Regions from separate parts of the Muntiacus reevesi genome. Here regions 1 and 2 are each linked to region 3. Evidence: chromatin contacts called from public Hi-C data. All regions are on one chromosome and are shown on one strand. The core of a region is the stretch at or near the end of the contact, and the rest is flanking DNA. Distances in the headings are between cores, read along the strand shown.

Region 1 (3,698 bases), core at 1,182-3,681, 450 kb before region 3:
GCTAGGTCTCCCTCCCTTGCCAAGGCCAATGTGCCATGCTTTTATTCTCTCTCCCTCCATCGTCATTAGAACCTCCAGACACAGCCAGAAGTGGGGCTAACAGAACCAGTGGCCCAGCCTGGGTGATAAAACTCCAAGTGAAGTGACTTAAGGTCAAATTTAAGTTCGATCCTCCTGTCGGAAGGGAAGGCATGCAGAACAAATCTGAGAGGCAAGCTGGAGACAGGGAGGCAGCCCCCCACCCTAAAAGCCTCTCCCTGTTCCGATGAGGGAGATCACATCCACTCCTCCTCTGGACGTGAATTCCAGGTAGAGCCCCACCACTCAAGGCTGGGGGAGAGCAGGGCTCTCACGTGCAGAGGCCACCTCCCTGCCACCCCCGCAGGTGGACCGCTCCCACCTGCCTCATTCACCCTCTTTCTGTTGGCCTCCCCAGACCCTGGTTTTCTGAACAAGGATCATCCTCCCTCCTCGTCCCCATTCCCAGGCCCCTCTTGCAGAGAAGCTGGAGATGGCCAGGGCCGCCTGCCAGGGGCTCGTCGGGGGCTCACAACCAACCCCTGCCCAGCTGGGGCCCCCTCTAGAAAGGCCCGCCCGCCTGGGCGGCCGCGGATCTGTCCCTCCCCTGCAGGCCCCGTGTTGCGCCCAGGCTAGGGGCCCGAGAGGGGGCTGCTGGGGCTGGGCCAGGTTACCTTCAGGAGGAAAGTTTTGGGTTTGGGTCCCCTCTTCTTGGGCCCATACAGCTCACGCTCCCGCTCCCTGCGGCCGAGAAACACCCGAGGTTAAAAACGATCCCCTTCCCGGGCCCCACTCCGCGCTGCCCTCCCCGGCCCTCCCGCTTCCCCGCACGGCGCCCCAGCCGAGCCTCGGCCCCGCCGCCCCTGCCAGCTTCCCAAACTCACTTCTGTTCGAAGGCTGCAATGAGCCGAGAGTCCAGGATGTTCTCTTCGGGCTCCCAAGTGCTGTACCTGCCGAGTTATACATGCACAAAATAAAAAACAAAACCAGAGAGGCAGAGGCACATGCGAGTGAGCAAATGTGCGCACCCCCCCAAGGTAAAAAAAAAAAAAAAAAGGCCCCGGTGTCTGCTGCCTCCCTTCCCCCCTCGCTCCTGGATCCCGTGACACTCACTTGATGGCCCACCCCTTCCATTTCACCAGGTACTCGATGCGTCCCTGAAAAAGAGAAGGAAAAAAAGGGGAGAGTGGGGGTGGGGAAGATGCGGGGACGCGAGGAGGCGACGGCGCGGGGGTGGGCGAGAGAGCCCGGGTTAGCGGGACCGCTTCGCCTAGCTGGCCCACGGACTCGGGCCTCGGCTGCGGGGCGAGGCTTCCAGCCCTGGGAGGCGGCTCACCTTTCGGATCCGCCGTTTGATGATAGATTCGGCCGCGAAGACCCGCTCGCCCACTGCAGACAGCTCCATCTTGCTCAGCGGCACCCACAGCCCATAATACTCCCTGCTCCCGCGGCCGGTGCTGCACCGCTCGCGCACGCGCCGCAGCGCTCAGGCTCGGCGGGCGGGCGCGCGGCAGGGCGCGCGCTCGCGTTCCAGCTGCGGGCCGTCACGTGACCCTCCGGGCTGGTGCGCCGTTGCCAGGACCTCCTCCTCCCCCGGGGCGGTTGCTAGGGAAAGTGAGCGCACGCGGGGCCGGGGCGCGCGCTGGCTCTTAAAGGGGCCTAGCCTGACTCGGGGAGCCGCGGCCCCGAAGTCCGGGAAGGAGATGCTTGGCCTGCGGGAAGCCGGGTTGCGGACAGTGCAGTCTTACAAACACTTTCTCATTCTCCCCTCCATCTTCCTGGCCCCCGACCGCTGACTACCTCTCCCTCTTAACCCTTCCTTACAAGTCACTCCTAGGCCCTGGGCGGGGAAGCGGGGTGGAATTTCTACAGTCGCTGCTCAACCTCCCAGCAGAAGTTTGCAAACAGTTAAATATGATACAGCAGAAATGCATTTGCTGTTGCCTTGCCAGGCCCTGCGGGAATTTCTTTAAAACACTGCTCCCCCCCCTCCATTATTTATGTATTCGTGGGAGTATGGTTTTGTAACCAGTTCAGATGAATTAAAACAAAAACGCCACCGCAGGAAAGGGTGGGGGGAGGCGGTGAATGGGGCCAAGGAAGGTCGGGGTGATCCCTTGGATTTGTTTTCGGCCGGGGTCTTGGGCGGGCACCTGCCTTCACCGGGAGGGAGGTCGGGTGAAGACGCAGTGAGCAAGATGTGGCGGTGGTTGGGTGGGGGGGGGGGCGGGGGGGCGGCGGTCCAGGGAGGAGAGGCCGCGGGGTGACTACAGGCTTCCCACGTACCAGATTGGGCCCGAAGCGGGTCATCCTTGGGTCACTCGGCAAAAGCCGCCATCGCGGTCAGGTCTGTCTGTTTTCTGATTCTCAGGCCCCCTGGCCGCGTCACCCTCTTGCCGCCTACAGTTCCTCTAATGGTTCCGCCATTGCTAACGGGGAGACCACAGCCCAGCTTCCTATTTGGGGAGGGAACGGGAGACTTCGGCTGTCCTGGAAGGGGCATAACGTAGTCCTGCCGCACAAACCGCGCCATTTCTTTTATTTTGAATTATCTAAACTTTATTTTTAAAAAAGAACACCAACAGCCCTGTTCTTTGCAAATTTTTTTAAGTAAGAAAGAAAAGGAACTGTCTATAATCTCCATCCAACCGTTAACCTCTTCATGGATCTTCTTCCCGCCTCTGTCCTATGCCTAATAAACACACGTACCTATGCTTTGTACGTTATATACATGTAGTATAGATGTGTATTTAAATACTTTCTTTTCAGCAGAACGGGCCGCATTGTTCACACTAGCTGGAATCCACTTTTCTCCGTTAATGATACAAAGCGGACCTTTTTTGGTGTCATTGAGTACACATTTCCCAATCGTTTGTTTGTTGTGGCACGGAGTCGGAGGTGGAGAGGGCTGGGGATGTGGTTCCGATCAGGGCTGTCTCTTGCTCTCATTATTTATTTGTTGGAAAAGAAGATTTTTACGTGTCCTGTGGTGCAACCCCAATTCTTGTGGTTTCAAGTCAACCACGTCAAAATTTCTGTTTCTCATCCTTACCAGCCTGCTAATTTGTCCAATTATTACCTTGGGCGAAATCCCCCTCCTCTCTTAAAGTCCACATGCTCATGAGAAATAGCTATTTGCTGTCCAGCCCAAAGTGGGCTTCTGTGTAAATATAGAAGTGCCCTCCTGGGGGTGGTGGCGGTGGTTGGACAGGTGAGCTATGTGGATATGAATGTGTGTGTGTTCTCAGGCTGCAGAACACAGACAGCTGGATGAAGCCGGTAAGCATTAACCCATTTGTTGGTTCTTTCAGCAGCTCTTGTGAGTCCTTTTTAAGGCTTTGTGTTCAACAGTCAGAAACAGCGGTGCCCAGGCTTGAGAAGCTCTGAGGTGAGAAAGGCATCTGCTATGCAGTGTGATCAGTGCTGGAATAAAGATGTATTCATTTCTTATGGCTGCTGTCACATTACCACAGGCTAGTGGTTTGAAATAACACAAACGTTTTATCTTACAGTTCTGGAGGTCAGAAGGTCCAGATTGGTGTCTTTGGGCTCTAGGGAGAGAATCCATCCTTGCTTCTTCCAGCTTCTAGAAGCTGCTGGCATTCCTTGGCTCACTCTAATATTTACTTTTGCCTTCCCTTGACTGACTGACCACCTCCTCTGATAAAGATCTTTGTGAT
Region 2 (3,905 bases), core at 275-2,774, 310 kb before region 3:
CTCACTCTCTGGCGCTACTTTCTCAGGCCCCATGTAGAAAGGGGTAATTAATGTATGAGTTTAGGCTACACTGCATGGAAAGCATTGGGTTTTGACGAACAAATTCAAATTGAGGAAACCCTGAGGGAAGGGAGGAGAAGGGGCAGCCCCGACAAGAAGACAAAACTCAACCCCATTGGAGTTGGGGGAAGAAAGGAAAAGGTCATGGCCTACCTTGACCCTATGACCCTTAGCCCAAGATACCAGGGCTAAGTTCTCTCCCTTGAAAGATGAGTTGGCAATCAGCCAACTTGAGCTCCTGCTCTGCACTCATCTCTAACTTACTGTGTGACCTTGATCAGGTCACTTCCCCAGCCCGGGCCTCAGTTTGTGCCTCCGTCAAATGGGAGGAAGTGAACTACCAGCCCTGCCGCTAGAGCCTCCCAAGGGGCGGCAGGGAGGAGATAAAAGGACAGTGGTTTTAAGTGTTGGGACAGGAAATTTCCCCAAAGCCTTCCACTCCCAACTTCCAGCCTGGGGCCAGACTACTTTGCAAACGTGTGCACCGGAAATGGGCACGGCCAAAGTCCAGGCCCGAGGAGCGGGGACCGAACCCAGCAGAACAGATGCCTCCTTAAATCGCCGGGTGTATGTTTTGGAGGCGAAGGCAAAGGGGGAGGAGCTTTGAGGATGCCGAAGCGCCGTAGGCGGCTTCACTGAGCCGCCGGGCGGGGCTGGGAGTCGGGGAGGGGAAGACTGAGGGGGTGTGCGCTGGAAGAGGGGGAGAGACGCGGAGGTGGGGGTGTGGAGGGGATCGGAAAAGGTCGAAGTCCAGCAGTTAAACTTAAGAGACGGGAGGAGGCTTTTCCAAAGCTCCTCCTCCAACTTCAAAGGACTTGGCACCAAGAGTACAGAGTCCTGAGTTCGAGACCCAGCTCCGATGCGAACACACGAGGCAAGCTATTTCTTCAACTTGGGCCTCAGTCTCCCCATATTTAATGAGAGGAGGATGAGAAAGGATAGCGTTCGGGGTTCCTCCAGTCCGATCTTTATCTCCGGCTTTGGCTGGCTTAGCTGCCCCCAGCATCCTGGGGCGACAACTTTTAATTCTACTCTCCCTACAAAGTGGCGGGGGAAACTGAGGCACGGGCTGGGGATACGGGCCCGGCAGCGCGGGGCTGCCTGGGTCCCCCCGCCCCCACTTTCTCCTTCGCCTCCAGGGTAGAGGGGACAGTACTGGGGACAGAAGGGGACCCCACAGGGGTCCTGGGAGCCGCCCCCCGGGCAGCCTCACCTTCCGCACGCGCTTCTTCCGGATGCTCTCTACGGCGAACACCTGCTCGCCGATGGCTGACAGCTCCATGCGGGGCGGCGGGCGAGCGGGCCCGGGGCCGGGCCGGGCCGGGGGCGGAGCTGCGGGGCCGCGGCTGCGGCGCGCGATGCTCGGGCCGGCGGGGTCCCCGTCACCCTCGCCCGGGCGCGCACGCGCACGCGCACGCGCGCACACCCCCTCGCGCTCCCTCACGCCGCCGACGTTCCATTTTTGAACCTGCGCAACGTTTTCCTCGGCGCGAGCGAGCCGGCGGGCGAGCGCGCAGGGCGGGGGCGGGGGCGGGGCGGGGCGGGGCGGAGCGGGGGCTCGGCTCTCGTCTAGCCGGCCACGCCCCTCCATGGCTCCGCCCCCGATTGGGCCCGCCCCCTCTGGAGGTCCGCCCCCGGGCCTCGCGTTTGGCGTCTCTCTGCAAAGCCGGCGGCCCGCGGGACTTATTTGGCGCGGGTTCCTATAGGAGAGGGTGTTGGACGAAATACTAATACCCAGGAGTGTTTTCTAAAGTGCTCCCGGTGACTCTGAGGGTCTGGAAACGGCCTAGCCAGGGTTGGGCATATGAGAACCCGGGGGAGAGCGGTGAGGCCATTTGCCTCGCCTCTCACAAAGAATAGACGCGATCGCTCCGCGGACCCTCGGGTGTCAGGAGGGCGGGGACCGCCAAGGTTTCTCAACCTGTCAGGGCGTCTCAGTACCACGGTCTCTCTGGATCCGGGCTCGGGAGCTGCGTGGTTTGCCAGTTCTGAGCAGGCGCCTCTGCGTCCATCCTTAACGTCCGTCTGTCCATCCGGGCGGCTGTGCTGAGACGCCGGGTCCCCACGCGGCCGCTGCCTCAAGGCCCCCCGCCAGGCAATACTTGGTGGCAGGTCTGGCCGCGGCGAATCCAAGGTGTGCAGCGGGACGGATTTTGACGCCATGCAGCCCCAAGTCCCCATTCACGCTCACTTGACACTCTGTACGTAGTAGGTGTTCGACTCTGTGGAATGAATGGATCTTGAGGTCTCAGACAAATCCATTCATTATCCCCATCCACTCCAACACCGTTCTGTGCCCCACGGCGCCAGCTTTCGTCCTCACTAGGAACCCGAGTCATCCGTGCCCCTTGGGCTCCCAACCGCCTGCCTGCATTGACCCGCCAAGTCCTGCTTCTCTGACCCCCTCCCCTCCACACCCCTTGTCCTTTCTCTGGACTGCAGCAACCGCCTTCTCACTTCTCAATGTCCTCCAAGCCCGAGTCCACAGTGCCACAGTGCGCTTTCTAGAATGCAGATCTGACTGGATCACCCTAGTGCTTTAAAACCTTCCCTAGCTCCCTGTGCTCCTCAGAATAAAGTCCAGGCGTCCGGGGTAGGAAAAGAGAAAAGAAAAATAAATGATTTGCACGGACTTTTTATGAGGAGCAACAGGAGAGGCGAGGATCCCGAAGGCAGTAAAATGATAATCCAAAGCACTGAAAGAAAAATAACCGTCATCCTAGAAACTGAGTGAAATTTCATTTCAAGATTTATGTACCCAGTGAAAATGTCTTTCCAGAACAAGGAGAAATAATAACATTTACAAATACAAAAACTAAGACTTTGCCAGTAGCAGACCCTCCCTAAAGGAAATTCCAACGGAAGAACTTCAGGCTGGAGGAAGATGATCACAGACAGAGGTCTGATGCAACAGAGAATAAAGAACAATGAAGAACATTGATATTACAATAACAATGTCTTCTGGATAAAAATAGAACTAAAATACACAACAATGGCATAGAACTTGGGTAAATGGATTAAAGTGTTCCAAGATCTTTCTATTCCTCAGGAGGAAAACGAAAATAGATAGCAAATATACTTAAACTCTAATGAGTTAAGACTGTAAGTTGTCATTAACAGGGTAAACAGAAAGAATGGAAATGCAGTATATAGTATTTAGCCAAATTATTAGAGGGGGAAAACAGGAATAAGAAAGTCAATCAATCCTAAAACAAGCAAGAATGAAAAGAAAAATACAAAATAGGTGGGACAAATAAATAACAGTTATAAATTCAAATGTACTATAAAACAATCCAAGTGGACTAAATGTTGTAGTTAAAATATGAAGATTACCAGGCAGGATAAAAATCCAACTACCTGTAATTTACAAAAGACATCCACAAGAAACATTTCCAAAACATAAGGACACTGAAAGGGTGAAAGGAAATGGATGGGAAAAAAAAATTCTTATAATACAAAGGCTAAGGAAAAGAAGACTGGTGCAGTTATTTTAGTATCAGAAAAAAATCACTAGAGATAAAGAAGGTCACTTCATAATGAAAATGGTCTAACTGACCAGAAAGAAAGAACAATTTCAAATTCATATGTAAATACCATAGTCTTAAAATATAAAAAAAAAAACGAAGAAGAGAACTATACAGAGAAATAGACAAACCTACAATTACAATGGGAGATTTAAAAACACATCCTTCTGTAATCAACAGAACAAGCAGAAATATATTTAATGAAGATAATATTAAGAAACTTGACTAGGGGACTTTTACAGAACAGTGTAGCTACAACAGCAGAATACTCTCCTTTCAAGACATAGGAAATATTCACAAAAGCAGCAAAGTGAAGGGCAG
Region 3 (4,030 bases), core at 1,051-3,550:
TCACCCTGCTTTAGCCCTTTAGCCTTCCATTAGTCTCTAGTCAGGCTGATCCTGTGAAAATGGAAGTCAGGGACCCCTTTTGCAAAGATGACGCCAAAAGTGAAGAAGAAAGCCCCTGCCCTCCCAGAGCTGACGTCAAAATAGAATTTGAAGGTCAGGAAGGCAGTGCTGAAATGCATCCAAAGACACACACACACACGAGAAGACCCACATGTCACCCACCTTCCAGAGGACCAAGACACCATGGCTCCAACGGCAGCCTAAATATTCTCAGAAGTGCACCCCCAGGAGAACCAAGCTTGACCACTATGCCAGCACCACGTTCCCCAGGCCACTGGATCTGCCGTGAAAGAGATAGAAGACAGCAACACACTCATGTTCTTTGTGGAGGTCAAGGTCATCAACACAGGTATCAGACAGGCTGGGAAGATGCTTTTATGACATCACCTAGCCAGGCCAACACCCTGATGGGGTCTGATGGAGAGAAGAAGTCATATAGGTTTGACTGGCCCTGTAATGCTTTGGGTGGTGCCAACAAATTGTATCATCTAAACTAAGTCCAGTTGGCTAATTCTAAGTACAATTTTTTTTTTTTTAACCACAGACAAACTAATGGATGTCAGATCCCATCACCACTTTACTCCAAATCCTCTGTTGGCTTCTGTCTCAGATGGTCTCCTCTCCCCCGCTCCTGATAAGGACCTCCTGTCTTGCCTCTTCTCCACCTCTTGCTCACTCTATTCCCCCAGGCCCTGGCCTCCTCCCTGCCTGCTCCTAGGATAGACTAAGGGCCCACCTGAGGGCCAATACCTGGAATGCCCTTCCTGCAGGTCCTACTCAGGTCCTCTTATCAGACAGGCTTTCCAGCAACATTCCAGGTATAAAAGCAGCTCCTTTCTCTCCATCCTCCTGCATTATTTTTCCTCCCAATTCTTATCACTTCCTTTTACATCTGCCCCCATGGAAAGATGAGGACTTGATCTCATCTCATCTGCCATTCCTGTGGCAGTGCATGGCACATTGTTGTTGTTTATTCACTCAGTCTGTCTGACTCTTTGCGACTCCATGGGCTGCAGTACACCAGGCTTCCCTGTCCTTCACTATCTCCTGGAGTTTACTCACACTCCTGTCCATTGAGTCAGTGATGCCATCCAACCATCTCATCCTCTGTTGCCTCTTCTCCTCCTGACCTCAATCTTTCCCAGCATCAGGGTCTTTTCCAGTGAGTCAGCTCTTCGAATGAGGTGGGCAAAGTACTGGAGCTTCAGCTTCAGCATCCGTCCTTCCAATGAATATTCAGGGTTGATTTTCTTTAGGATTGACGTTAGAGACCCCAAACAAAGATTTGTGCAAGAATAATTGGATGGGTGGGCAACCGCTCTGTGGGTGCCCACCCCTTCCTGCTAGATGGCTGACAGACAGATTCCATAGGGATATGGCTCCTGCCCTCAAATCTGATGACAGACAAAAAGTAATGACGAAATTAAAAAACAGTGCCTAGTAAATAACAGGCTCCAATAAACATGTTTCTGGACTTGCCTGGTGGTCCAGTGGCTAAGATTCTGCACTCCTAATGCAGGGGGCCCAGATTCCATTCTTGGTTAGGGAATTAGATCTCACAAGTCACAACTAACAGTTCGCATGCCACAACAAAGATCCTGAGAGCCCCAACTAAGACCCAGATTAGTCAAAAAAAAAAAAAAAAACCCAAACAACACATTTCCTTGAAGGAGTGAAGCCCTAACTGGGATGTGCAAACAGTTCTATGGGACCCAAAAGAGACACCTAGGTGTGTTGGATGAGGGGCACGGAATGAGCTGGATAAGACTTCTAGAGGGGAGGTTTGAGGAGGACCTTGAACAGTAGGTCTTTGACAGTCGAGCGGTAACAGCATGGAAGGATAAAATGAGAGCAATCTGGAAGAGCTTTAAAAGCCACGATAGGGAACATTGTTAGTGCTAAACCTCCCCAGGGACCCTCCACGGCTCCAGCCGGAGATCAGCAGTGTTGAGGCCTGACAGGTTACAGAGCTGAAAGCAGGTTGGGGGACCACCCCGCACAACGGCTGATCCCCGCTTTCCCCCTCTCTCCCACCGGATCACTTGTCCGCGGCCCTCTGGGGCCCTCTGGGCGGGGTCCAAATGGCCTGGCCAGGCCCATCCTTAGGTGACGTCACGTACAGAGGCGGGACTCAGGACTGTGGGGCGGGGCCCCGAGAGGGGGCGGGGCCCAACGTGGCTCCTGGCCCCACCCCGAGAGGCCTAGGCTGGGGAGACCGGAAGTCCTCCTGCCACCGTCGGCCTCCCGGATCCCTTCGGTTCCTCCTCTCAGCTCCGGGCGCAAGGTCGTGGCCCGGAAGTAAAGGGGCCATGTTGGTGGGTGACCCCAGGAGAGGTACCGGGCGAGAGGCGAATCTCGAGTAGAGGAAGTGCGCGAGGTCCTCAGGTGAGTGGGGGGAGGAGTGAAGGCCGGGGTTGGGGGTTCGCCACGCCTTCTCTCAGGGTTGCTGTCTAAGTCCCCAGCCCGGCCGGGGCCCACACTATCGCCTGACCACCGGGGGTCTCGCCCCAGCCTGCCCTGGGTTTTCCCTGGAGGCCGCTCCGGGGCCCCGCCCCAACCTCCGGAGCTCTCCCGGGGCCCCAGAGCCGACCTGCCCCAGCCTCAGGGTCTCTCCACCCCGGTTCGGTGCGATCCCCCCAGGTAGGGGGAGGACCTGGGGACCCTCCAGGCCCCAGCCGCCCATTCGCCGGTCGACCTTGTAACAACTCTTGCATGGCAGTCGCCTCCTACTTCGTAAAACACTTTTCTGTTAATTTCTGGATTCATCTGTCCCGCTCAGGGAGACCCTTGGCGCCGAGGGGCGCTCTTCTGCAGTTGAGGGTAAAGGGACGGGGACGGTGGCTTGCTCACGCTCGCGCAGCAAGGCCGGAAGCTGACGGTAGCTGACTTTGGGCCCAAAGTCCAGACCTTTTTACCAGTCAGCTACCTCTCCCGTTCAGTCTCATTTTTTTATTTCAGAAAGAGGAGTGATCATTTTTTCCACACAGGGACGTTGTGAGCGTCCTTCGTTTATTTTTTGAGCCCTCGGTATGTGCCAGGCGCTGAACTGGGAAAGTTTGTACAGCACGTAGAAGTGCTGTATGCGTGGTACGATCCCAGCAAACGGTAGTTTTCATTCCACAGGCAGGCAGAGTGGGGTCGGAAGTGCATCCCCCTTTACAGCCCTACCTGTGGGTGAGTTCCTTCTCTCTGGGAGCATCAGTTTCCTCCACTTAAAATGGGGATACTGGTGACACTAGAATTGTTGATGGAATGAGATGTAACGTGGGACCTGCTTGGCCAGTACTTGGCGAGTAAACACTCAATAAACATTAACCATTGTTGTTATGAACCCTGTCCACTTCATAAATTCCTCAGTTTAAATGTGATAATGGATGACAAAGCACTTTACAAATGGTAACACTCCGTGGTTCTGTAAGGGTTTATTGTTACTGAAGGTAGATGATGGTGGTTTATGTGTAACTAAATCTGATACTTATTGAGCACTTACAAACACACAAGGGGAGGTAGCATTAATCATAGCTGCCCCAATAGATGGCTTGGCATATGCTGAGTGCTATTCTTTTTTTTTTTTTTTGAGTGCTATTCTAACCACGTTTAATCCTCATACTAACCATATGGAAAATACAGTTTTAATCCTCATTTTACAAATGAGGAACTAAGGTAAGCCCACCGAGGTCAAGAAACTTGCCCAGGGTAATCAGCTTTCTAAGTGTTGGTGCTAGGATTCAAGTATGACTGAGGCCCCTTGTGGTGAAGTTATATTACGCTTCTTCCCTGGTGATTCAGATGGTAAAGAATCTGCCTGCACTGCAGGAGACCGGGGTTCAACCCCTGGGTCGGGAAGATCCCCTGGAGGAAGAAATGGCAACCCACTCCAGTTGCCTAGAGAATGCCATGGACAGAGGAGCCTGGCAGGCTACAGTCCATGGGGTCACAAAGAGATGGACATGACTGAGCAACTAATACT

Evidence for each region. A called contact is a pair of places that touch in the nucleus more often than the background predicts.
Region 1: a contact with region 3 is called in a Hi-C map of blood, with 4 times the contacts expected there. The contact joins the promoter of CBX6 here to the promoter of LOC136174278 in region 3. A contact is called at or near these places in 2 of 3 Hi-C or Micro-C datasets (blood and muscle).
Region 2: a contact with region 3 is called in a Hi-C map of muscle, with 5 times the contacts expected there. The contact joins the promoter of CBX7 here to the promoter of LOC136174278 in region 3. A contact is called at or near these places in 2 of 3 Hi-C or Micro-C datasets (blood and muscle).

What each region holds. Positions count from the first base shown.
Region 1 is chr1:54,052,541-54,056,238 of mMunRee1.1, forward strand. It overlaps CBX6 (chromobox 6), which reads right to left and starts at 2,432. Exons shown (of 5, transcript XM_065944029.1): 1 at 2,305-2,432; 2 at 1,132-1,175; 3 at 903-968; 4 at 693-759. The coding sequence starts at 2,328.
Region 2 is chr1:54,187,649-54,191,553 of mMunRee1.1, forward strand. CBX7 (chromobox 7) reads right to left here and starts at 1,525. Exons shown (of 6, transcript XM_065944124.1): 1 at 1,274-1,525. The coding sequence starts at 1,342. All of the region lies in intron 2 of LOC136174190 (a long non-coding RNA gene), which reads left to right.
Region 3 is chr1:54,500,626-54,504,655 of mMunRee1.1, forward strand. It overlaps LOC136174278 (mitochondrial ribosome and complex I assembly factor AltMIEF1), which reads left to right and starts at 2,301. Exons shown (of 3, transcript XM_065944318.1): 1 at 2,301-2,445.